Linked DNA regions of Mus musculus: regions 1, 2, 3 and 4 are each linked to region 5. Evidence: chromatin contacts called from public Hi-C and promoter capture Hi-C data. All regions are on one chromosome and are shown on one strand. Each heading gives the region's core, a stretch centred on a gene start, on an enhancer-like site or on the middle of the called end of the contact. The rest is flanking DNA. Distances are from core to core; before and after follow the strand shown.

The links. Promoter capture Hi-C pulls out the DNA fragments that hold promoters and counts their contacts. Hi-C and Micro-C count contacts between places; a contact is called where the count stands out from the background.
Region 1: a contact with region 5 is called in a promoter capture Hi-C map of second pharyngeal arch cranial neural crest. The contact joins the enhancer-like site here to the promoter of Apob in region 5. A contact is called at or near these places in 6 of 39 promoter capture datasets (cranial neural crest, embryonic stem cells, frontonasal cranial neural crest and 3 more) and 2 of 115 datasets of contacts at active chromatin or transcription factors (astrocytes and embryonic stem cells).
Region 2: a promoter capture Hi-C map of embryonic stem cells shows a contact between it and region 5, with 8 times the contacts expected there. The contact joins the enhancer-like site here to the promoter of Apob in region 5. A contact is called at or near these places in 8 of 39 promoter capture datasets (3T3-L1-derived adipocytes, the C10 cell line, cranial neural crest and 5 more) and 4 of 484 Hi-C or Micro-C datasets (the N1E-115 cell line, cardiomyocytes, pre-hematopoietic stem cells and 1 more).
Region 3: a contact with region 5 is called in a promoter capture Hi-C map of hippocampal neurons, with 4 times the contacts expected there. The contact joins the enhancer-like site here to the promoter of Apob in region 5. A contact is called at or near these places in 6 of 39 promoter capture datasets (the C10 cell line, cranial neural crest, embryonic stem cells and 3 more).
Region 4: a contact with region 5 is called in a Hi-C map of stem cell-derived motor neurons, with 4 times the contacts expected there. The contact joins the enhancer-like site here to the promoter of Apob in region 5. A contact is called at or near these places in 2 of 39 promoter capture datasets (cranial neural crest and embryonic stem cells), 1 of 484 Hi-C or Micro-C datasets (stem cell-derived motor neurons) and 1 of 115 datasets of contacts at active chromatin or transcription factors (embryonic stem cells).

What each region holds. Positions count from the first base shown.
Region 1 is chr12:5,238,088-5,243,180 of GRCm38.p6, reverse strand. The region is part of intron 2 of Klhl29 (kelch-like 29); the gene reads left to right. Among named protein-coding and RNA genes, the nearest start is that of Gm51980, 42 kb to the left of the region's middle. Within about 2 kb of position 3,205, at least 25 of the 459 cell types and tissues checked have an H3K27ac peak or open chromatin away from gene starts, as enhancers often do. A contact at or near this core is called in second pharyngeal arch cranial neural crest, where this site is marked.
Region 2 is chr12:5,118,271-5,123,318 of GRCm38.p6, reverse strand. All of the region lies in intron 5 of Klhl29 (kelch-like 29), which reads left to right. Among named protein-coding and RNA genes, the nearest start is that of Gm51980, 160 kb to the left of the region's middle. Within about 2 kb of position 3,433, at least 73 of the 459 cell types and tissues checked have an H3K27ac peak or open chromatin away from gene starts, as enhancers often do. A contact at or near this core is called in the N1E-115 cell line, where this site is marked.
Region 3 is chr12:5,855,181-5,860,254 of GRCm38.p6, reverse strand. All of the region lies in intron 2 of Gm9548 (a long non-coding RNA gene), which reads right to left. It overlaps Gm32442 (a long non-coding RNA gene), which reads right to left. Exons shown (of 3, transcript XR_001780544.1): 3 at 4,108-4,441. Among named protein-coding and RNA genes, the nearest start is that of Gm46333, 10 kb to the right of the region's middle. Within about 2 kb of position 3,669, at least 16 of the 459 cell types and tissues checked have an H3K27ac peak or open chromatin away from gene starts, as enhancers often do. A contact at or near this core is called in hippocampal neurons, where this site is marked.
Region 4 is chr12:5,188,668-5,193,780 of GRCm38.p6, reverse strand. The region is part of intron 3 of Klhl29 (kelch-like 29); the gene reads left to right. Among named protein-coding and RNA genes, the nearest start is that of Gm51980, 91 kb to the left of the region's middle. Within about 2 kb of position 1,705, at least 76 of the 459 cell types and tissues checked have an H3K27ac peak or open chromatin away from gene starts, as enhancers often do. A contact at or near this core is called in stem cell-derived motor neurons, where this site is marked.
Region 5 is chr12:7,974,286-7,979,568 of GRCm38.p6, reverse strand. Apob (apolipoprotein B) reads right to left here and starts at 1,892. Exons shown (of 29, transcript NM_009693.2): 1 at 1,709-1,892; 2 at 1,318-1,356; 3 at 201-316. The coding sequence starts at 1,790.

The DNA.
Region 1 (5,093 bases), core at 1,956-4,455, 2.7 Mb after region 5:
GAACTGGGGTCCAGGCCCGTGCATGCTACAGTAGCTCCCCTGTTGCGTGAGTACAGGACAGAGGAGTCTGCTGGCTCAGAGAAGGTCAGGGCTGCTGGATTTTTTGAGCACAGAACTAGGGTGTGGGGGGGGGCGGCAATGAGTGGAGTCAGTGGTGACTGCCAGATAAAGGCAGAAGGATTTGTTCCATGATTTTAAACTATAAGACAGCCCTCAATAACCTTGTACGGTGAGAAGAGCCCATTGTAAAGAGAAAGTGCACACAGGTAAAGATGGTGCACACACGGTAAGCTCTCATGCCAAGGCTGCGTGGGAGAATTAGGTAGACCTCATGCCTCAAACCTGACTCCTGGGATCTCAGATCTAAGTTGGTTCCCTATGCTGAGGGCTTTATGTGATTGGTCCAGAAAAACCCAGACACCAGAAGCCAGCAGTGGTTTACAGACTGTGCCAACACCGTCCCTGTGGGACTTGCTTCTCAAAACTGGACATTAACCAACCATAATGAATACACTGTTGCGTTTTGTTGCTCTTTTGGAAAAAAGAAAACCTGGCTTCTTAGAGCTGTTGTATTTTATTTTTCTATAAAGAAGGAATTAATTTTAGTCTTTCTTTTTGGTTTAAAATGTTGTTCTTTGCTTTTTTCCGCCCTACAATTTAAAAGGAAACATTTGTCTGTTGAGAAAAGAAATGATAATTATAGACTAAAAATTGTTTCTATTCTGATTTGAAAAAGTGACAAAAAAAATTCTATCGCACAGATGGGGCCCTGCTGACAGAGGGTGTTTAGCAACGAGGCCCTGGGCCAGTTTGGGGCTCAGAATGGCGTTGAAGGGGACTTTGGACTTGGTGTATTGTTGGGCCAAGGGTCTGTTTTTAGGGCTGTAGTCCTTCCTGTGGGCCCATGAAAATGCATCACCCTTCTGTGGTTCACTAGGAAGAGAACTGTGTCTATGGGGAGGTGGCCTCTGGGTGGCATGACCCATGTCAGGTGAGCTGTGTGCAAGAAAAGCCAGGAGCTTTCTCGAACGCGTCTGAGCCCAAAGAGCCACCAGCTTTACTCCTTCGGCCTAGAGCTCTGCCTTTCAGCCTCACACAATTACAATTACTCCAAGTCTTTCAATCGATATAGCAGGAAACTGATTAGACTGTGAAATTAAACTAATAATGCCTCGCTATTAACCTTCAATCAATGGGGAATGAGCTCAGAGGGAAGGCTATTTCCTGGATCCATATCCACCTCTAGATACACGTATGTGCTTTTTTGAAGAAACTTCAAGGTGTGCACACACACTGGCCACCTTTCTGTTGTGCAGAACTGTCCTGGTTCACAGCGCTGTCTCTGGCCACCCTGGCGAGGCTGACAGCATGGAGTGTTGTATGGGGGTCAAGATAGGGAAACACAGATCTGAAGGTTGGCTGCATCAGGGAAGACTATGCTTTGTGATGACTGGAGACTCTTCTCAAAGCTTCTGCGGTGGGAGTGATCCCCATGGGTTCCTGCCCAACCTTGGCTACCCCTTATCACTAGAGACATGTTTTTGAGGTCAAAACCAGGCTTATTCTGTCTTGTGATGCTATAATGCTATATATACACTAGATATATGATATATATATACATATACATGTATATGTATATATGTGTGTGTGTGTGTTTTATATATGTGTATGTAATATTTATAATATATGTATATATGTATATTTTATATAATTGCATATGTGTGTATGTGTGTATGTATATAATAGATAGCATGAAAGCATGTATATAAATGTATACATGTACATACATATATGCATATATGTATATTGTGTTATTTTATACATATATATATACACACACACACACACACGCACATGTCCATGCACACACACACACATACATAGTTCTAGTATCAAGGTACCAGGTGTCAGGTGAGGACCTTCATGCTGTGTCATCCTATGGCACAAGGCAGAAGGGCAGGAGAGCTTTCACAGGGAGTTGGAAGAACAGAAAGGCATCATTTTGTCTAATAATGATTAGTCCACTGCAGCAATGATGTCATTAATCTCCTCCTAAGAGCAAAGCCCTCATGACCCAAACACAGCCCAGTAGGTTCCACCTCCCAACACACTGAGGCATAAATGTCTAACATCCAACCGTTAGCAAGTACCTTCAAACTGTAGCTTTGGGTCGCCTGTTAACCGAGTATGAACCCAAGTGTGTTGGGTTCTGCATGGGTAGGGGAATTGGGTCATGGCAGTATCTTCATCCCAAAGGACCCTTTGCGTTCAGCTTCAGAAATGGCAGTATTCCGTCCTCCTCACATTCCTCTCCTCCTCCCTTAGCTGTCTGTCTACCCCAAGTGTACCTCAGGTGATGGAGAGAATGAGCAGTTGAGAGCAAGGGCGGATGTTGTGGCTGTTAACTGATATACACGACTCACCACTGAGACCGAACTCGGGAAACAGCTTATGTCCAGCCCAAAATCCCAGCACTCATCTTGGAGCAGCCTCCCACTCTGAGCCTGCCTCTGCAGCTCATTGAGATCCCTTGGTCCAGGCCCTAACCTTGAGCAAATGACCTTTCAGTCGGGACATAGACAACCTGAGTGGGGCCATCACTTGCACACTACCACTGACACCTAACACAGTGTCAGGGCCTGCATCTCAGGCATTTCTGTGTCCTGTGAGGCCACTGTTTGTCACTCCATAGTAGCAAGGGAGGATCTCTGAGTCCTGGACAAGCATCAAGGCCAGCTGAGCCACAGAATGGTAGCCCCATGCTTCTTTTCCTTTGCTCTGCAGTTCATAGCCTCACCCCAGTGGACCACTGAGGGCAGTTGCTAACCCCAGTAAATAGAGTTAACTAGGGGGGTGATCAGGGAGTCAGTAGTTCAGTTGCCCAGATTCTCTCAAAGGCTAGCCTTGAATTTGCATGGCTTTTTGTCCTCTAATGGCCAGGACTTTCAGAAGGAAGAACGAGGGGCTAGCACGCCTCTACCACGAGCCTTCCCCCACCCCACCCCAGGTCTCTCAGCCATTCTGTCGGTTCCACCACGGTGGAGCGTTGCCAAGGATCAGACCCCCACTCTAAAAGTGGTGATGGTATTTAATAACTAATTACTCTAATGATCCTGCAGAAATGCTGGAGACCTGTTTTAGGAGAGATGTCAATTAGAGCCATCTGCACGGTGAATAAAGGAGCCCTACCCCAGCTGTACTGTTGAAACATGTTAGCGTTTTCCTACCAGCGGCCATATGGTACTTAACGAAAGTGAATTGTTCACACTGCACAGCCCGCGCCTCCTGATGAATACTAGCATTTTGTTTTGGAAAATAGTTCCTCCATCGTGTGGAATATTTTTCAATGCAGTAAACAGAAAGTTGGAAGCTGGCAAGCCTCGGAATGAAGAAGAAGAAGAAAAAAAAAAAAAAACATTTCCCATTACCTTAAGATGCCCTTACTTCAAATCCAGCCCTGCTGGCCTGCCTCGCCCAGCTCCTACACCCCACCTGGACCCAATTCTAAGCATCTGTTTCTGAATCTGCTGAGAGCAGAGGCCACGGAAGGTTCTCACCCTGCCCATCTCTGCTTTTCTCCTCTCAGGAACTCAGGAGCAGGAGGTCTGCAGCTGTGTAGAGTTGGAACCCCACATTCCATCTGGAAGGGCACAGGCCTTGGTTAAGGGTCCCCCACGCCAGAGCCAAAAAGTAGGGGAAAATGTTTTACTGTCTGTGTAGCTTGAGAGAAGGAATATTGCTATACGGGGTCTGCTCACTGTCAGAAGTGTCAAGCAGGCAGGGGTGGTGGCTCACTGAATAGGGCACTTCCCTACAAGTGCCGGGACTGGACTTTAAATCCTAGAGCCCATGTAAAAGCCAGGCAGGCATGGAAGACAAGGGATTCCTGGAGCAAGCTGGCTCTCTAGACTGTACAGAATCAGTGAAATTCAATCATTCAGCAACTCCTGAAAGGTGACTAAAGAAAGCACTCACAATCAACGCTGGCCCCACACCACACCTGCACACACACACACACACACACACATTAAACAATAATCAGAGAAAAGCGCAGATTGACATCAGGATGCTACATGAGACTTCGAGGAGCGGAACTGTTACTAGTGAGGCAGGAGACTGGCTGGAAGCCTTCTCTTCCTCCTCACCAGTGTTGACAAACTTCAAAGCCATGGTGGACAAGAGCCACATACATGCCAGACAGCTGAGACCAGATATGGCCACCCTCTGAACAAAGAGATACATGTTGAGGTTTTGTCATGTTTCAAACAGTGTCCAGCTCAGGCCTGTTTCCTCCTGCCGGTCCGTGCTCCGTGCACGATAACGAAGCTAGCCAGAGTGCCCTGTCTGGAGTTTTGCCCTGCAGTCAGACAGTGCTGGGTAAGGGTATTCGTCACTTCTCCTAGAATTCCATGACCCGCATGAATGGAAGGGCCTGCTCTCAGAGCCTCGTGAAAGGAGCTGTTTTAGTGCAACCTGCTCTAGGACCAGCAAGGTCTCACTCACCAACAGTTCTGGAGCTTTCCCTGAAACCTAAGTCACTTATTACAACTTAATAAACACCAAGATTGACTATGGTTGACAGTAGAGAGGGGCTGCTACAGGTTGGATACCCGAGACATTCTTCACCCATAAATCTCACTTATTTCCAGCTCAGCAGCAACTGATTCCACATTATAGAAATGGTCGTAGGTTCTGCTACACAGGTCTTCAAAGGAAATCCTTTGGGGTTTTAAAAAAATTCAGAAACGTGTTCTCGTGTGTCCCTCGTCCATAGGCTACACCATCTAGTTTCATGTCTGGGTCCAGGGTATCTCCCATGCCCCGTAGATGTGTCTTTAAATAACTATATCACCAAGACAACCAGGGAACTTCTCCGCAGGGCACCTCAGCCAAGCCAACAAGGCCCCACTGCCCTTGTCGATGGAGGGTGCATCTCAGAAATGTCATCCACCTTCCTTTACCCCTATCCCCATGGAATCCCACCAACAAGAACCAGCCAAATTTGGCCAAATTAAGAAGAGTTAACCTTTCGTAAACTGGGCCATGCCAGGTTCAGTGTGGCACATGCTGCCCGGCCTGAACTTGAGAACTGA
Region 2 (5,048 bases), core at 2,184-4,683, 2.9 Mb after region 5:
CTCAGGGCCGTAGCCCCGTCTGTCTCCGACTGGGGACTATTGGAGGATCTGAGAGCAATGTTTCATCCTGCAACATTGCTTTCTAGTGGAAATTCTGAGACAGCAGGCTCAGCACGGGAGAGAGTCCTTTCCTCAGCTAACCCTCAGGGACACGTGCAGACTCCGCCCTTCCTCCCTACCCGAGCATCTTGACAGTCTATTTTCATGTCTGTCTCCCCCACCCAACTGTGAATGACTTTAGAACACCCCCGCCTCTGGCCAATTTAGCAACTTTATGTGATATATCCTTTCTCAAGACCCTTGCCTGCCACCTACCAGAAAACTGTGAGAGTAATTCAAAACACCCTGAGGACTCTGAGGTAAATTATGCCCCCCTGAAGCTGTACAGTGTGACTTTACTGACCTCTGAGCTGCAACACCCCCACCCCTGGGAGCTATGGTGGCTAGTGCCCTTTAGAATACTCACTATGCATATTGACCTATCTAATCTTTACATCTAGGAAATGGGGGTTATCATGACCCCCATCTACAGATGAAGCTATGGCTCAGAAACATGACATGACTATCCTGCATTTATCCCACGGTCAGGGACAGAGTAGAAACAGAAATGAAGCATCCTTTATCCCAAAGCCTAGACTTTAACCTGTATTCACCTCATACCTCAGTGTTTGGCTCTGGGATTAGCTATGGGGTGTTTAAGCATGGCTTTGTCTCATGTGACACCACAAAGGGGCCCGACTCCATCCCTGATAAATACGCTTTGAATTGATAGAGATATCCTTATAGAAGCCCAAGTGGCCAGCCATGAGAACCCCAATCACCAGCGAGGACACCTAGCCTGTTAACTCTTCCACATGAGGCCCTTCAGCTGAGCTCTACCCTCCTCCAGGCCAAGTCAGCCTCTTCGCAGTCTCAGCCTCCCTGAGCAGCTGCCTCCTTTCTGCTGCTTCCTGGCCATGCTTCACGCTGCAACACAGGCATCTTAGCCAATCTATCAGGTTCTCTGCTCAGATCCTCCAGAGGTCCTCTTGGCAAGCCGCTCATTGCTTCTGCCCTCTCCACCAATCAGCTCCTCAGGACCTCTGTGTAGCAGTCGCTGTTCTTGCTCAAGCTGACGTCCCCATCCTGCCTTTTGCCAGACGTTCCTCCAGGAGCCTCCTTGATCCCCACACAGAACCCCCAGGCCAGATGCCAGCCTAAGGCAGGCCTGGCCCCTCTGGCACCCATTCTCTCCATCCTGTGAGGGACTCCTGGAAAGAGAACTGGTATGTCATCTGTGAGTACCCCAGTTGGGGGCATGTGATGAGATCACACCCAAGCTACCCGAGATCACTCTGCCCAACTCCACCTGGCCCACATGCCCCTCATCCCTGCTGACTGACACAGATGTTCTCCCACAACCCAGTGGGGGGTTACCTACCCTCTATGGGGAATTATAAGGGCATCCTCAGAGTTCCCCACCTACTATTTCAGAACCCCTGCAGCTTCACCCTGAAATCGCTATAGGAAGCTGTGAAAATACGCATCTGTGCTTTTCAGAGAAGCCTGGGAAGTCAGAGGAGATTCTTTGTGGAATCAGCAAGAGCTGGTTCACATAGCCAGGAGTGGACAGATGTCCAGAGAATCACACCCCAGCACTCAACTATGAGCCACCAGAACTCCGTGACTCCAACTAGTGCCCTAGGGCAGGTGGCAGCTGAGGCCCCTGTTGACAGGAACCAATTGGAGGCACCATGCAAGCATCTCTTACCACTCTGAGTCAATGAGAGAAGCTCTGATAGAAGGTTCCATACAGCCAAGAGAGCGCCTCTAGAGAGCACCTCAAGTTAGCCAGGCTGCCTCTGCACATAGTGCATGATCTCCACTGCATTCCTTACTGACCTAGCCGGCTTTGCCAAGCACCTGCTGGGTTGTGACTTAGAACACTGGAGGAAGGGACAGTGTATTCCATTTCCCAGGAAGAGCTAGATCTTACCCAGCAGGGGGTTCAAGTGCCCTGCTAGCTTTAATTCAGTGGGGAGCATTGGCTGCTGGGAGAAGGGAGGAGCAACCGTATGCCACTGAGCCCCAAGGTTCTTGTAGGCCATCTGCCCAGATCTCAGGGTCTAAATGCAGCCAATGCCTAAGTGAAAACACCACCCGCTCCCCCTCCGCATCACTATCCCACCCCCCTAAACTAGCTGAGCTACCCAGCCCTAGAAAAAAAAAGGGACACATTTTGTGGGTCACCAGATACCCTGCAGTGAGAGTTGTTTGTTCCTTGCTGTATTCCCAGCGTTGGCACATAGCCGTCCTCAGTAAACACTTGTTGAATGCAGTTGTGCATGCCCAGAGGGATGGGATCGGGGCTACCCACAGAAGCAGAGGGGGCCACTAGGCTAAAGCAGCTGAGCAAAAGTCACCCTCAAATCGTTGCGATCCTCCGTTTCTGTGCGTTTCGCTAACTTCATTCTAACGCTCTGCCCTCCCTTTCCCGCTTGGCCAGGTACTTTTTGCATTCTCCTTTGCACGGGTCTCTGCCCAGTGCTGAGCCACACCATGAACACAGCCAAGTTCTAATGTTCTTTCTTCTCCTAAGGTGCAATCCTAGAGGCTGTAGAGAAGAAGATAAGCAAGCCACTAAGGCCTTGGTTGTTTCTGGTCACGGGCAATAGGTTCACCAATTGTCCCTGGGATTCCACAAGCCTCTCCCTGTGTCTTCCCTTCCTCCAGAAGACCCAACACCCCCTCTGCAACTCAAGGGTAGCCTAACCAGACCTGGCTGGCTCCAGACTCCTTAGGACTTACCTTGCCTCTTCCCAGAGATCCTCTTCTCCTCTGACTCCACCCCCATTCCGCGGGTCCTAACAGCCAGCCCTACCCCAAGCCTCTAAACTACCTAGATCCAGCCACCTCCCCCCAACCCACCGCCACCCTGTGACAGCCCCTTCCTTTGCTGTGCTCTACAGACTCCAAGCTTCGTATACTCAAATGAACCCTAAACTTTCCTGGGCTGTTGCTCCTGCTATGCCTCTAAGGAGAGTGTCCAGGAAACCGCAAAAGGCAGTCGTTTAAATGCTCAATTTTTTGTAAGTACAGCTTGATCCTGGTTCTGTGGCTCACTAGCTGTGAGAGCTTAGACAAGTTCTTTTCTCTGGAAGCTTCCTTTTTCCTACAGACCTTAGGGTTAACCCTGAGATATGAAGGAGATAAGATAATGGCTAGTCTCGAAAGGAGATACAGGAAGAAAACATGCCTCCTATGCCAGGCTCTTCTAAAGCCAGGATACAGATGAACACCCAGGTTGCATGACGCAAGTGTCATTCTAGATGGCCTCTTTCCTTCATTGGGCTCTTCACACCAGAGCCCTGCCCTCTAGCAGCCTGGGGCCCCAGCCCAAACCAGCAGCTAGGAATTGCGCAGGCGCACTCTGCAGCACAGGCGTGTCCTAGCCCTTCCTGGGTGACAGTGAGGCACCGCCCACCCCGCCCCTGGCGCCGCCTTCACGTGCTGCAAGTCCCACCCGGAGGTTCCCACGTCTTCGAGTTCCTATTTGCATATGCGCACGCCAGATATTTATATCTTCTCCTCAGCCAGTCCAAGTTATTGATGTCTTAAAGTGACTTTAATCTGAGTCTTCTCTTCTTCAAATGGGCTTTTGATTTCCGGAGTGATATTATACATGGCTGTAAGCTATTGACTGAGCGATTGCGTTGTGTTCTCAATGTGCTGATGCTGGGAATCTGCGATATAAATAAACTTCCTCTGGTAGAATCATTATAAAGCACAAGCAGCAGAAATTTATGGAAAGAACAGATTAAATGCTTAGACTTAAATTCTTCAGCGTGCGCCTTGCCCTAAACTGCTGTGTCTGGAATTTGGGCTGCTGATTCAGGTGGAAAAAAATCAAACGGACACATCGCTTGTCGGTGCATTTTTACTATGATCTATTGTGTTGCCAAAAGAGAAAGCTCAAAAGCTGCCATTGATAATCCTGGTTAAAACTTGGAGCATAAATTATTAAGACATGTAGTTTCTTTTCAGAATGGTTGGGGATTGGGGCGGTAGCGCAGTAAAGAAATACAACATCAATATGTGCTTATGCATTGTAATGCGGGACATTTTTATGCCCATAATAAAACATTCCGCCTACAACTATGTTTATGAAAGCAACAGATAGGAAGATCCATAATGCCACTTAATAGAGTTAATCACCTCCCATCGGAACGCTTTAAAAGGCTTTTTATTGCACGTTGAAAAGCTCTGACCATAATTAATACCCGGCACACTGTCAGGTGCCAGTCAGAGAACTGGAAGCAGGAAGGGAACTCCATAGCACCGTGGGGCTGAAAAGATTCTCCAGACTGCTTCCAGCTGTCTATGCTCCCAGGTTTTAAATCAGGAGGCCAGCCTCCAGGGCTAGGCTGTGTCAAGCCCTGTTCTCTATGGGGCATAGACCTTTGAATTTTAAGTTGTGGGCCCTAGATATAAATTCAGCTCTTTGTTCTTAAGGTTTCTAAGGTTTGGACTGGTCTGAACTCTTGACAGTAGTCCCCCAAATTACCTTCCCAGGGGTCCTGAGATTCTAAGTAAGGTAGCCTCATTGCTCAAAGATGGTCTGGATGGCTAAGAAGTTGACACATGGCACTCAGCATTCCTCGGAGGTGGTCTGTCTTTGGTCAAGAGGTAGGTAAGGTCAAGTCATACCTCAGGCCCATTCCCTTCCCTCCCTTCCCTCCCTCCCCCCCTCCCCTCCCCTCCAGAGGAGGGACCTTATCTCCACGTCCCTTATCACTTAACAGCTGTGAAACTGGAGGCAGCCAATCTCAACAGCCCAGAAAAGCTGAAGAGGTGAAGGATCAAACTAAAATAATTCAAGAATAGAATTGCCCTTTAAAACTGGATTTAAGCCAGCCAGAGAAAATAAAGAGGAGGATCCATAATGCCACTTAATAGAGTTAATCGAGTTCCAATGGATACTTCCACAAAGGCATGGGCCTTCCCAGAGGCTGGGCAACTGACTGGTGGTAGAGCTGGACCCAGCTGGTCCTCTGGAAAGTCATTTCCTG
Region 3 (5,074 bases), core at 2,420-4,919, 2.1 Mb after region 5:
GGGTAAAGAGGAAAGGGGGAGTGCAGTCAGATGGCTCCCAATAGAACTAGCTGCAATGAAAGCCTGTGGCAAGATCAGGAAGGAGGTACAGTGCAGATGTGGCTCTCTGGGAGTGAGGGAATGAGTCCAGAGGGTCAGGCGCCTTCACTAGTTCATTAGCCTTATCTAAGTTTCAAAGAGAGAGTCCCAAATCCCACCAGGTGACTCACTACTTGGAACAAAACTTGACACATTAACATCCTAGTTTCCCAAAAGGATCCTGGAAGCCCTGTAGTTACACTGATGGAAGTGATTTATACCTAGGTGAGTGCTGCCAAGGCCCTGGCTGGGAAAGCAGCTAGGCAAGGGAATAATTAAGAATGCAATGGCTTTCTGGATTCTCCAGTCTCTCAATTAAGTTAGGATGCACATTAAGAGTCTTGGCCCCCCAGCTGTGCGCCTGGCTAACCTGTCTGCCACCAGGTACCTATGGGTTGTGGATTTCATCTGTTACTACCAGAGTCTTTGCTCTTGGGAGCCCAGCAGGCTTTGCAAAGTTCACCAGAGACCCCTCTCTCCAAACTCACTGTCTTCAACCTGAGGAGATCTGAAACTAAAGCTGTTCCACTTTTTGTGGGAGGATTTACTTATGGGATGAATCGAAATATCCTACTGAGATAAGAAGAAAACAAAACAAAACAAAACACAACTCATACTCTACATCAAGAAATAACACCTACATTTTAAAAAAATGGCCTCCGTCATGGGAACATCATGAGTGAGGTTTGCTCATAGACTTCCTGCTCTCCTCACAGATGCCGTCATAGCCCAGAGGTGTTAGAGAGAGCACATATCAGAGGCGGGCTCTCTGCAAATGGACTGACCACAGCTTGCACCCAGGGCTCTATGAAATTAGAAAATTAAACTTTGAATGCTCCTGAGTTTTCTATCACAGGGTGCCTTCAATTTAGAGGTCAAAGAGCTCTTATTTCCAACTTCCAAGTCCAGCAGTGTATTAATCTGTTCAAGCTAATTACCAGAACAAATCAGCCTTAATTTTCTGATTTAATATGGTGAAAGTTTCTTTCTTACTCTTATCTGAGTCCCATGTGGCTACTTGCTAGGGGCCTCTGCTCCACACTGTCAGTAAAGATCCAAACTCCACATACATAGTGGATCCGATAATCTCCAAAGGTCCCAGCATTTTATATTTGTTCATCCTTTTCTACTACTAGAAAATAAGAAAAAAAAAATGAAGGTTTTATGAGCTGAGACTGGACTACACATGCCTCTCTCATTTGTTTTCTATTGTCACATGATCCTTTCTATAGATAGACTACATGTTCAGAGAAAGAACGAAAAGTAATGGAGTCTATATCTGTGATTGTGAGGAAATGGGATTAATAGGACCACAATTGTGGAAGCTTCACAGAGATAGTAAAGTCTGTGTTCCCAGAGGATAGATGTCCATGCAAACTCCCCCATCTCTCAAGTTGGAAGTAACCTCGAGGTCTTTTCAGTTCCTATCTCACTGTTCAGCAAAACACAGAGCTAAGTGCACAGTAATTGCCTAGAAAACAGTTGGTGGTTGATCTTAAATGGGATCTACAGAAAACCTTAGTGGACAGGGAGGCTCAGGGTGGAAGCTGAATCCAACATCCAGAGCTGGAATGATGCCTCCTGAGTGGATGCAGAGGGATGTACAAAGGGTACCTATAGCTCTAATGAGTAGAGAAAAAGAGAATATAAGAATGTGCCCAGGGCATTGTAACTATTGTGTATTGCAAGTATCAGCTGTATAATACACATGTCTGGAGGACATTTTTTTGAAAATCATATGCATTTGACAGTTACATCATTAGCATTCGCTAAGCAAGACATCCTTTAACTAAATAATCTGGAATGCACATAACTACTTATTGAAATTTAGTTCAATGTTGCTTTCTTTATATACTGTTAAATGGTCTCTCATTCTGCTATAAAAAATATTATAGCATCCTTCATGACAAATCTGTTTGTTGCCATTTTCAATGGTATATCTAGGCTAGAGACTTCTACCTGCCATGGCCTTCGGAGCTCATGCCATGCATTCCCATTTTCCCCAGGAAAAATCTAGCTAACGACAGGAACAACGATATGTTTTATTTCTAGGGCCCCAGTAGAGGATAAAAGGTAGAATATTACAGATGGAAGAGGCCATGGCTACTGAGACTCTCCAAGCAGAGACTACTGCTCCCTTACATTACAGCAAGTAATAATAGGGGGCAGCCATGGCACCACCTTCTTCTAGAAGTTTCTCTTTTGAGACTCCAGCCCTTGCAGCAACATATATGCTAACCATCAAGGACTATCAGCTGAAGTAGCAAAGATTTTTGTCATTCAAACCACAGAAAGGCACAGTTCTGGAGGATGCAGAGGCCAAGGTCAAGGCACGAGCAGGGTTGACTTCTACTGACGCTCTTCTTTCTGCTGTCTCATAGCCCCCATCTTGTTCCTTGTGTAGCATCTTCAGAACGAGAGCTAAGAACACTCTGGTGTCTCCTGTCTTACACAGGTCCTTAAAAACTAGGACCCATCCTTATGTTCCTATTTAATCTTATTACCTCATTTAAAACTGTTGTTTTCAAACATCAGTTGGGAATTCGGCCTTCAAAGCATGGATGTAGGGAGACATAACCTAACTTAGATCAGTCCTTGACTTCAGAGGAATGTTCTCATGCAACTGTGTAGAGAACTGTGGGCTGGCCCCTGCTAAGCAAGTCTACTCCTTTATCAAGGGCTGGTCAGAAACTGAGACCTGCACGCTGCCTCTCAGCTGTCATCTCCAGCTTGGTCCCTCTGTCCCCCTTGTCCCTGTTGTAACCCTAGCCCTTTGCCTGTGCCAAATCAGTCTTTTGTGGTAAGCCAAAGGTAACCATTCAGAATAGCTTTGGTGCCAGCTTACACCGTCAGTTTTTAGCTTTGTCAAGGCTCTAACTCTAGAAAAGAGGTTGAGAGCACCAAGGTCAGCCTGCTTCCTGAGTAAAGGCACATTTTATCTTTCTCTTCTCCCTTACCTCCCCTTGCCCCTTTCTCCTTTTCATGTTAGACCCATTCCTCCATTCTCATAGACCCTCTATCTTCATGCCAAATGCATAATATGTTAAATATATATGTGCATGTTTAATATATATGCATTTGTTTAAATATAGATTTTATATATGAGAGAAAACATGCAATCTTGCCTTTCTGAGTCCATCTTATTCGCTTAACATGATCATCTCCAATTCTCCCACTTTCATGTAAATGACACATTTTTTCTCATTACAGCCAAATAAAACTCCGTTGTGTATATGTAATGTGTTTACTTCATCCATTCTGCTATTGACGTTTCTTTAGGCTGGGTTTGTACCCTGGGTGTTGTGATTCAATCTCACTCTTCCCCAGATCTCATAGCTCATTTCTTCATTCAGCATATGTTTACAGATGCTGCCTGCCTCTCCTGCTTCAAGAGTAGCATGACTGGCTTTTGCTGGGGCCAGGCATGCAGGAGGCAGCCTGGTTTCTGATCTCCTGAGGAATGTGGAGCCCATGTTATTACCATCACAGATGGATTTCCAGGATCTGAGATCAATCTGCCACTGTTGAGTGGGACTCAGAGAAGGAGGTGGCTCACAACAGAGCGCCAGCCTTCTGTTTCCTGTGCCACTATTGATTCTGTGCAGTTCTGGGAAAGCTGCAGCTGCTGTTCTAGCCTCCACCCCCTCTTCTGTTGATTGGACGGGAGACTAAATGGCATCTCCATCTCCCTCAGACCCAGTGTGCCATGCCACGCTGACCTACTCTAAAAAGCTTTGTCTTTTTCCTTCACCAGTGACACTGAGGAACATCCAATCCAGAGGGCTTCTTGGGCTTTTCCCAGATTCCAAAAGAACCTCCTAATCACACTGGCTTCTTGAGATTTCCCTGGGTAGACCCGTGACCCACGCACCTCCCTGTCAAGATCCTGTCTCATTTTCCAGGTCCAAGAAGATGAATGTTCAGCATTTGCACCAAGGGAATGGAGTATTTCTTCAAGGAAGTTAATAAGATTGTATATTTTAGCCTCAGGGCACCAGAGAAGGGAAAGAAAAATTCCCTGAAACAACATGTCTCTTGTTTAATAAAGTTTTATTATTATTATATATGAGTGTGTGGGAAAGAGAAATCTATATCTGTTCTTCACCATCACAGCTTTATTGGTTCTGAGCTTAAAAAATCAGTTTGGTGACTAACAGAATAAAGAAACCGACTGACCGGTGATTTTTAATATTTGGCTCTTCCAGGAAGCAATCTAATAGAGTAAGGGCTTATTGGAAAGTGTAGATGATATGAAATAAGTTACACAGAGGGGTGGGCTCTGCTGGCTCACACCTTGGGAAGACAGCAGATGTCACAGGAGACTGCTTTGTCCTAGCTAGTCCAGCTCACTGAACACTCCAGCCTTGGGAAACAAAGAGATGCCAGAATGTTACTTGTCATACATTTCTCCCCCTAAAGCTTTGCTTTATGTAAAATTTAAATCCACCAGCTGAAAACATCAGTTATCACCCACCATTGGTACAGCATTTTCCTCTCTGCTCTCTCCGCTCCTTTTGCTCCTTTGCAGTTGAGTGTACCTGCTCTCTGTCCCTCTGCCCCTTTGCCCCTCTGCCCCTGTGTCCCTGTCTTTCTCAGTTTTATGTGTCTTCTCTCTCTCTCTCTCTCTCTCTCTCTCTCTCTCTCTCTCTCTCCCCTTCCCATGTATGTGTCTGTGTCTGTCTGTCTGTCTATTTGGCTGGCTCTCTGTGTGTCTCTGTTTCTCTGTGTATGTCTCTGTCTCTCTGTATGTGTGCATGTGTGTGCATATGTGTCTGTGTAGTTGTGTGTATACATGTATATATCAAAGCCATGTGTCTGTCCTGTTTCATAGCTGAGAGCTCAGCTGGTAAACCCTGATCCCTCTCAGAGCCAACCAAGCAAGTGATCTAAACATCTTCCTATCATTCCAAGGATTTCACAAGATGTCAGGAAGAATTGTTTCAGGTTTAGGAATGTTGATCAGTGTCTCCTTAGAAACACAAAGTGATTTCTGAAG
Region 4 (5,113 bases), core at 456-2,955, 2.8 Mb after region 5:
TGGACCCAAATGTCAGCCAAGGCTTACGGGCCTGTGACAGAACATGTGGGATCCCAAGCAGACTTCTGTGGACCTCTAGCATCTGTGATGAGGCTTTACCCAGTGGCCCTGAAGTCTGGGCATGGAATTAGACTGCAGTTGACTTGTTTACTCAGCTGCTGCTGCTGAACCCAGTGCCATAGTAGGGCAGCCGTCATCACCACTCAAAGGGTATTTGTTCTTTAGTCACTCAGGGATCGCCAGCAGAGCTGTGCACAGTGCCCTGAAGGAAGGCACCACTCGCACACACACCTGCTTTGCCCACTAGGGGTTAGAATGCAGAAGCCCTGGGTATAAGGAGGCCTGCATTTACATAGCATTGGCGCTTCTCGGTGTACACACTAATAATGTAAGGACTGGAAGTAATATAGTGACTTGAGTTTCTTTGGGGGAAGACATGGACAGTGAAGTTTGTCCAAGTCTTTGTGATATTAATTCCAAGCTGATCAAACTGAATCAAGGCTTTCAGTGTACTGTGGGCAGCGAGGCCAGAGGAGTTACTAGGGTAGGGGATAGATAAGAGTATGAGAAAGGAGCATTTGTCTAGAAAGTGGACTGGGGACATGCTTCAGTCAATAATGGATTTGCCTTGCAAGGGTGTGGACCTGAGGAGTTAAGACCCCAGAACCCACATTTAAAAAAAAAAAAGAAAAAAGAAAAAGAAACCATGGTGGCACACACCTATGACCCTAAGCACCAGAGATGAGAAACAGGAAGAACAATCTCTGGGGCTTAGGTTCTAGCTACCTTCACCTACCTGGCAAGATCCAGGCCAATGAGGCCTTCTGTCTCCAAAACCAAGGTAGGTGTTGCTTGAGGAAGACTACCTGAGGTAGCTTTCTGACGTGCACATACATGCTTACACATATATGTGCCCCTGCATGCATTCATGTGCACTTGTGTGCACACATGCACATCCAATATACACCCCAACACATATGCACACAACAATACACACACACACACACACACACACACACCAACATATACACACTACCATCACCAAAAAGGTTATTCCCAACCTTTGAAACAATTAAGCCTGGTACCAGAGTCCACAAAGAATATGACCATGACAGGAATATACATGTCCCAAAGATACCAAGCAGGTCCACAAGCAAAGCTCAGGAAGGAGGGAATAACTGGGCTTAGTCGGCCTAGTGGGCAAGCAGCTGCTGTGGGAGAGGAGCCCGGAAAGGTCAGGGCGGTCCTCCCAAGCGCGTGCTCGGCAACATGGCAGATGAGTCGGGCGTAAGGAGAGAGATGGCAGGAAGCAGAATCCTGAAAGATTCTTGGAGCCTGGTGGTGAGAGCTGCAGCTCACTGCTAACCAGGAGATTTATGTGACAAGATTATCGATGGTATTAAGCACATTTAGAAGAGAGGATTAGACCTACTTCTGGGTCACTTCGATGCCACCAAGCCCCGGTCTGGCCAGTGTGTTAACAGATGGATTGCCGGCTGCAAGCTGCTGGCTGCATGAGGTGAAGCTAAGCATGTGCACAGACACAGGAAGGGAGCGGCTCAAAGGAGTTCAAGGCCGGGGTAGGAGGAGCTAGCTAAGTTCAAACCCCAGGGAAGGAGCTAGCCTTGTTCTCGGGTCTCTGCCTCTTCCACTCCTCCCTTTCTTCTCCCCAGCTCCTCACTCCTAACCCCACCCCTGCCTGTCTGCCTGCCCAGATTTTTGACTTAGTGAACTCCCGAGCCAAGGGGAGGGGCCCATATGTAAGAGAGAGCAAAGTGCTGGGGGGGAGGGGCGGCATTTGGGAGGCTTCAAGGGGCGACAGGAAGGAGACAATGCCAAGCCACCAGCCACCCTCCCAGAAATGAACTTCTAAGCAATCGCAGCCTCTACTCGGGAGGCAGAGTGGCTTTGCCATGGGAAAGAGTTTAAAATTAGACCAAGCAGAGCTCGAGAGGATACGCTGCTGAGAGCCCTGCCTGGTGGCCTTCGGAGGCAAGGACTGACATGTAAGCCCCACAGGCTCCTTCAACCTTTGGGCCAGCTAAGAGACAGAACTTTGTGGGACAGGATGGGGACAACTGACCTTTCTAGGGACACCCCCCCCCAACAACACAGGCTTGGGGATTACTGGGAGAAGTCATAAAGTGACTGTTAGGGAGAACTTTCACGGACAGAGACCTCAGGAAACCTTGGGTTTATTTTCAGTTGTGCTAAACTACACGTAAAATAACATTTTACCATCTGAAAGTATGTAATTCAGCATGTTTAGAACTTTCACAGGCCTAGGCGACCATTACTGCTGTCTAGTTCCAAACAGTCTTTATCCCCTCCTCCAAAAAGGAAATTCTATCCCCAGAGTGCAGCTGTTCCCCAACTCCTACCTCATTAGAAGGGTTGTTGCTGTCAAAAAGCATTAGTCAGCTTAGGGGACAGCTCAGTGGAAAAAGTGGTTACCCCACATGCACGAGTACCTGAGTTTGACCCCCAGAACTTATATGGTAATGCCTGAACTATCAGTAACTGAGACCAGAGACTCTTGGGGCTACCACGAAACCTCTCCAAAGACTGACTTCAAGCTCTACATGCATGCTTGCCACACACACACACACACACACACACACACACACTCACATGCACGGCGCGCGCACACACAACTCACTGATCATGGGTTGACCTCAGAAAATAGTCACTTAGCCAATGTGATGAGGAGGAATAGAATCCTGTGCTTGGGGCATCTGCTCCTCTCAGTGCCCGAATCCACGTGAGCAGAAGGAACATCTCTCCCTCAGCATACACATTTAAGGGAGAGTGTGTACTCTACTTAAAGTACTAGTAATAGTAGCAAAATGACAGTTATGAAATACCAACAAAATGATTTTATGGTTGGGGGTCACCACACCATGAGGAGCTGTATTAAAGGGCTGCAGCATTAGGAAGTTTGGGAATCACTGACATAGAGGCTTCTGTTCTTTTGAAGGGAGGGGTTTAAGCAGGGAGCCTCCCTTCCGCAGAACTAGCAAGGTTCTCCAAGCTGTCAGCTGTGTGCCCTTGCAAACTGCCATGATATGGCAGAGACTAGAATGGCTGTTGAGAGCTACATTTAGTCTAAACTCCACTGTGCATGTACCATAGGTACCACACTGTCTCTTTCCTCCCTGTGACCCCAGCCCCTGCAACAATGAGCCTCAGCCACATCCACCGGACAGAAAGACACCAGACAACTAATTTGGAGGCCACTCTTGTTTGGGGGTTATAGCTCCTTGTCCTCCTGTTGTCATATGTTTGATTCCCTGCACAGAAAGATGTAAAACTCAGACTCGAACGAAAAAGGCCTTTCATGTCGCTCCTTTTAATTAGCCGCCCTGTTAAACGGCAGCAGTTTTGCATGGCGCTTCCCTCTCATCGTGCTGAGACTCTCCAATGGTGCTCCTGAAATCCAAGCCCACCCATCAGGAGCCAGTCCCTTGCTTCTCTCCCCTCTTCTCTTTCAAAGGCCAATTCTCTCTCTCTCTCTCTCTCTCTGTCTCTGTCTCTGTCTCTCTCTCTCTCTCTCTCTCCATTTTCATTTTCCTGCTCTGCTGTTTGGAGAGATTTGTATATATAACAATGCTGTGTTCAAAAAGGTTAGCATGTGGTGTGTGGGGACAGGGGGTCCGCTAACCACTGATGGAGGGAGACTGGAAGGATCCATGACCTTACCTCATAGCCTGAAGAAACCCCCCTCCTCTCCGTCTCTCACAAGCAGACAGAAGCATGGTGACCTCTCCCTTGCCCTCTCCCCTAGCCTCCCTGCCCCACCCCCACCCACCCTCTGCTCCCTGGTGGGACCTGGAAAGATCAAAGGAACAGATGACAGTGCCTGGTGCCCATTTGTCTCTCCATCGGAGGGAACCCATCGCAGTGTTAACCGTCAGGCCCAGTCCCGTGTTTCATGAATATTTTAGACTGTTTGCTGGCAGAATTCTAACTGCGCTGTGTCCTTAGCAGCCTACGTGTCCCCCATATTCCAGAGTTTAATCGGAGCTCTGGGGGAAGGAAACATTCACCATTAGCTTCCTTTATTATCCTAAAACATGCCGGCTAAGCTGTTCCGTGTCCAGGGTCTAAAAGTCTGTGTGGTCCTCCTCAGCACCGCGCCTCCTTGAGTCCTGGCACGTGGGCAGGGAAAATGGCTTTGTTTTTATTGACCGATAATTTAGGGGCTGGGGCTGGAACAGCCTGTATCACACACACACACACACACACACACACACACACACACACATCTCCTCTCAACTCCTGGGATTCCACCCTGCCTCAGGTGGTTTCTAGCAGGTTTTTTTTTCTAGATTGGCTCCGGACCTGCCCTTTGCACCCTGACCATGCCTATCCAATATGTCCTGTGGTGGCCCACACTGCCTGTCAATATCACAGTGACCTCTTACAATTTGGACCCCACTCCTAAGAGTGCCCTGAACACAGCCCCCCAGTGCCAGAATGTCCCCACCTTCCTGCCACAGTCTCTATACTAGCCAGGCACAAAGTCCAGAGAAACTGACTTGCAAAGACAAGTCAGGTCATTCTGCCCCCGTCTTTGTCTGAGCAAAAGCACCGTGACACTGTTGGGAATAGGCCTCAGTACCACAATGGCCTTCACTTGTCCCCCTGCTCCATTGGGACACCCACCCACTGGGGGTCTAGTGCGCATGCCCAGGGACACCCGGGCCTTGCAGTCCTGTGCTACACCGACAGGGCAGTCTATTGTCCTGTGTGTGGCTTTCTCTTTACACAGAGATAGTGGTTCTCTCAGCTTCTCGGCAGACTTCTGTCCCAGATGGCCCCATTGAGCACTGTACCTCCCAGTCTGTGATTCAAGGGCTCCCGGGCCCCTGGGGGGGTTCATCTCCTAGGCAGACCCTCAGACATACCAGCCTTTATTGATTCTGCATCCCTGGGGCTGTGGCCAAGATTTATTTCTTTAACCAGCTCTCCCAGGGCCTTTTATACACTAAGGTTTATATTCAGGGCTTGTCCAGATCCCACTGGCAGAAGCAAAGAGACCATAAACACACACACACACACACACACACACACACACAGCATGGAACACACACCACCCCTCTTACCTCTGGGG
Region 5 (5,283 bases), core at 643-3,142:
GCTGGCTTCCTAGACCATGCCCCCCAATTACACTTTGGAAGCTAATGGGAGGAAAACTTGGCTGGAAATTTGGAAGTCTTCATTCAAGTGGGGTATCGTCAGTTGAGGTGCTGGGAAGTGCTAGAAGGTTCTATGAGGGGCTCCTGGTGGAACAAGGCTAGGCTTCAGCTGCAGGTTTCTCCAGCCCTTGTCCTCCGTACCTTACAGTTGATCTTGGTGGCGCTTCTGGAGTCAGCTGTGCCCTGGACACCGCTGGAACTTTCAGCTTCATAGTTGTACACGTACTTTCGGAGGTGCTTGAATCGAGTTGCATCTTCTAAAGTGAAGAGGAAATAAGTCAGCCCTGGAGATGAAACAACTCTCTAAAGGCAGCCGCTGCCAGGCAGATTGGGACCGTGGCACAGGCGATAAAGGTCACTGAGCACGAGTTAGTTGTGCTTGACTTTGTACTACACACCATTGGTCTCTATAGACTTAACATCGCCACCATCTTGGCTGAGAATGGTGTTTAATCATTTGGGATTCCACGAAAGGGAGGGCCAAGCATCGATTAAATGGAACTGCAGAAATCCATGTGATGAGCCTTTGAAATTTTAAGTTATCAAAGGGACAGGGCTAAGTGTTTTCTCAGTTTGAAAATGCTATCGTGACTAGAACCTATGAAGTACCGGACACAAAGTTAGCTGTTAAGGCTGTCTGGTTGACTTCTAGAAACCCCCTCCATAAAAAGAAACTTCTGGCAGATTCCACTGTCCATGACAGGAATTTTTTGATTGTGAGAAAAATAACTGGTTAGGAACCCGGATGTAGTACTGCCATATGGCCACCAGATGGAGATGCTGCCCCATCAGAGGAGAGGCCAATCCTAGCGCTCTGCGGAGGAAGCTGGGTATTGCGGCAAAGCCTGATCCTCTGACCCCTAGGGTAGAGTAAATAGGAAGGGGTGGAGGGGTCTGGTGTTCTGCACAAAGGTTAAAGTCGGCATTTCTTCATCCTCACATACTCTGAATCAGTGATTAGTCATCGATAAACAGCACAGCAATGTCTCTCTACAGTGCCCACAGTCTCATCGCTACCCCACTTCAGAACCAAGTCTTGGTACAGACAAGAAAGGCAATACACAAAGAGCAGAGATCCTTTGTTGGAGGAGTCTGGGTGCACAGAGACTCAAAGTCTTCACTTGCAGGGGTCTGAGCAGTGCTTCCTAATCCGAGCAAGCAAACGGGTTCTACGTGGGAGGAACGGGGGCACAGGAGGGTGGATGGAGAGGAGCGTCAGGGTGAGAAGTACCAAGGCGGCCAGTGAAAAATGCCTTACTTGGACAGCTGAAGCTTAAGTTTTCCAGGACTTCATCTTCTGTAAGAGAAAAGGAGAACCTTGGCTTTCTTGTGTTTTCCAGTGGGTTCCATGGCCTGACAGGAGGGAGCCCTCACAACCTAAATTATCTTAGAGCTATCCAGAGCCTTCTTTCTAACTCCCCTGTACAGTGCCCTCACCCGGAACCCAGGAGCCTGCTAGATCTTGTTTTTTTCATCACCCCCCGCCCCCTCCCTAGGACCCTGCGGCTGCCTTCCCTCTCACCTAGCCCAAGCTACCTAATAGCCAGCCTGCCACCAGTTTCTACCCCAGGATGTAACTGGTGGTCTGTAGCACAGCCCAGCGCTCTGTCCCCACGCTGGCTTTCTCCCAGGCTTCCACCCTAACTCACGAGCCCAGACGCTGGTGTCCAAGAACAGTAGCAGGAACAGCAGCAGTAACGGCGTCCGCAGGGCAGGCTTTCGTGGGCCCATGGCGGATGGATGGTGGGGTGGCTTCCTGGCTGTGGCCTGGCCACGGGCCTAGCCCCTGCTGCTTGCTCTACAGGGTCTTCGGAGGCGGAGCTCAGGCAGGTACTTGATCCACTGCAGGCACTGATGAGACTGCCTGGCCCTTTGAAAAGTGCTCCATTTATAGGAGGAGCTGGCTTAAGGAGAATTGCCAAAGGTCCAAAGGGCACGGCCCGGGCCTGTTTGCTTTTCCATACAAGCGCATTTCTAGGTGGATAAGACTGGATCTGATGGTGGTCTCACTGCTGGTTCAAACGCCGCCACCTGGGGCTCCCCCCACCCCCGAACTTGTGTTTCTTTCCTCAGGGGGTCGCAGGTCGATAGTGGACTTATTATCCCGTCAGCATGCCCTGACTTTCTCCAGGAGACCACCAACCATAGGGATGATGTCATACCCTGTACCCCGCTCCTGCTCTGACTCCGGAGCCCTTTGGAAAAATGTTCTTTACGCACTGGTGGGGGCTTCTTCCTAAGCTCCTTCCCATTTTGGTGGACTTTGGTTTTGAATAAACAATCCTGTCCTAACTAATTTAGCAAGGTGGGAAGAGAAAGGGGGAAGTCTGGTGTGTGCTTGGGTTTGGTGTCCAAGTCTCACAGAAAACTAGTGAAGAGGGGGGCCCAGAGATGATCAGCTCCCGGGGTCCACTGTGGGCAGCGCCAGTCATGGAAGAAAGCTGGTGGGGTGGAATTGTGATGGTCTGGAAGGCGAATGTCTGTGATGGGCTGTGTGGTCTTAGCACCTCCAGTCTAGTGGCGAGGCAATCTGCCCCACAGACAGGGAGCTTTGGGTGAGCAGGGCATGGCGAACATCACTCTGTATGGGTGTTTGGAGCCAGAGGAGTGGAAATGGGTCGTAGCCTAGGGACAAAAGTCGTTAGAGTATGTCAGGTGTGTGTGTGTGTGTGTGTGTGTGTGTGTGTGCGTGTATATATAGGTTCATGGGCATGCACGCATAGAAATGCATGAACCTGTGTACATGCATACAGAGGCCATAAGCCAACTTTGAGTGTTTTTTTTTTTTTTTTTTTTTTTTAAAGATTTATTTATTATATGTGAACACAATGTAGCTGTCTTCAGACACACCAGAAGAGGGCATCAGATCTTATTATAGATGGTTGTGAGCCACCATGTGGTTGCTGGGATTTGAACTCAGGACCTTCGGAAGAGTAGTCAGTGCTCTTAACCACTGAGCCATCTCTCCAGCCCTTGAGTGATTTTCAAAATCACTCTTTACCTTAGCTTTTGAGGCACTGATCCTGGAACTCGCTAACTAGCTTGACTTGACCAGCTGCAGCAAGCTCCAAGGACTGTGTGTCCAAGTCCTCAGCCCTGGGGCTCCAAGAGTATGCTGTGTCTGTCTTTATCCAGTGAGCGCTGTACTCAGGTCCTCTTGGTCATAGGGCAAGCACTTTCTGTCCAGGACCTACAGTGTGGCACTTCTGCTTGATTCATGTGGCAAGCTTCTTTTGGAATCGTTCAAATGTTCTGATGAGTCTCCCCGATGCTTCTAGAGCATCGGCTATGGACCCATAGAGCAGCAGACACAGCCTCCCTTGAGCAAACACACCCTCCCATTTTCTCAGAAGAGACTCATCATCACATTTAGTCACTCTCTGTGCCTGACTCTTCATATCTGTCCTCACTGAGATGGTGACTGTAGCTACAAATTCCCCATGGGCAGCTAAACTCCCTTTAGTGGTTTGCTGCTTTGGGTTGTGCATGCCCATGTCCAAAGGTGGTCATTTTAGGGGTCTCACCTGAAGGCTAGCCAAGACCCACAGCACTAAAGGACGGGTAAAGTTATTACTCGGAAGCCTCTTTTCTCTGAGCACGGAACTAACACTGTTAGTGTTTGGAAATGGTTCTGCTTCCCCGCTTTGCTCCAGGGGAACTGGGCGAGAAGAGAAACAGAAATGAGAAGGGGAAGGATTACAGTAAATGAACAAAGTCCAGACTCTCTCTGTTGCTGACAGAGGAAGCCCATGACCTATTGTTAGCATCATTGGGGGATGTCATTTCTACGACTTGGGTATGAAGTATGGATTCAATAACCTGGATGCAGAGAAGATGCTGAGATACTCGGATGCTCAGAACCATCTCTACAGCAAAAAGCTCAAGCCTCTGAAGTCTTGAGTTCAGCTAATTTTTCTTCTCTTGGTGGCCTCTGGAGAATGTCCCCTAGGCTGGGGCTCAGCCTCTGTTCTTATCTGTGGACAGGGTCCAGTGCACAGGCACCACACAGCAAATGTCACAGTGCTGAGCTGACAGAGGACACTCAGAAATGCTGAAAGGGCCACATGTCGATTTTCCTTAAATTACAAAATCTGCCTCGATGCTTGGCTAAAAGCCATCTGGAGGTATTTGTGACCACCACTGCGACCTTCACTCATCTCTTTTAAGCACAGCCCTTCTCAGCTCATTGCACTGAACAACTTGGAAATTTCAAAGGCCAGTTTGCAGAGAGACTTCAAATAAAATGAAGATCCAGGAGACCCCGGAGTATAAGCACCTCGTTGAGCAGAGAAAATCCCGGTCCCTAGAGAGACTACTTGCTATGTGGATATTTGGCTCAAGAGAGGTGGGGTTGAATTCTAGCTGACTTCATGGAAGGTTGCAAGACATCAACCTTCTAGGTCTCTGTGTGGTCACAGGATTAATAGTATCTATTTTCTAGAATTTTTTTTTTGAAAATTAAGGAAAATGATGTGAAATACAAGCCATCTAGCAAGATGTCTGGGAAATAGAAGGCATTTGATAAGGAATAATGGTTACCACTCCTTATGTGTATGTTACAGTGGGTGCATGTTTGTTGGGTACCTGTCTGAACTCAGTAAGCACAATACAGAAGCAGAGGTTAACAGAACACAGGTGGCGACTCAGGGCCAAGGGAAAGGGCTGTGGGGGGAGAGCATCTGTGAGGGATCGAGGTCCCGAATCACCATCCATTTGCATCTCAGATTTCTGAGTGTTTAACATTACTCTTCCCAAAGTAGACGGAGACCCTGCTAACGCAAGCTGCCTAGGAGCTGTCACCGACCTTACACACAGACAAATCTCAGCTTGTCACTATGACTTATCAGCTCACGAATGCAAAGTCCTGTTGGTTGGACAACCAATTTAATAGTCACAGGGCTCTGGAGTTTCTCTGGAAAATCATATGACCAATGGAATTTCAAGAAACCAGATCATGTTAAACAACACAGTTATAACCCCTGGAGCAGAATTTTCATTCTGATTTTTTTTTTTGTAGGTGACCAAGTTCAGGGAAACACAGAGGCTTTTAATGTCCCCAGAAGCCCACTATGCTGAATCCAGTGGGGCTCAAGTGCTGGAGTAGCTGCTCAGACGTACTTTGCTGAACATAATAAATGAATCGATGCCATTTAGTTATACCCCATTGCTTCCAGGGAATTTATGTACAGTGACCATGATGCTAAGTAAACGTTTTCAGTGATAT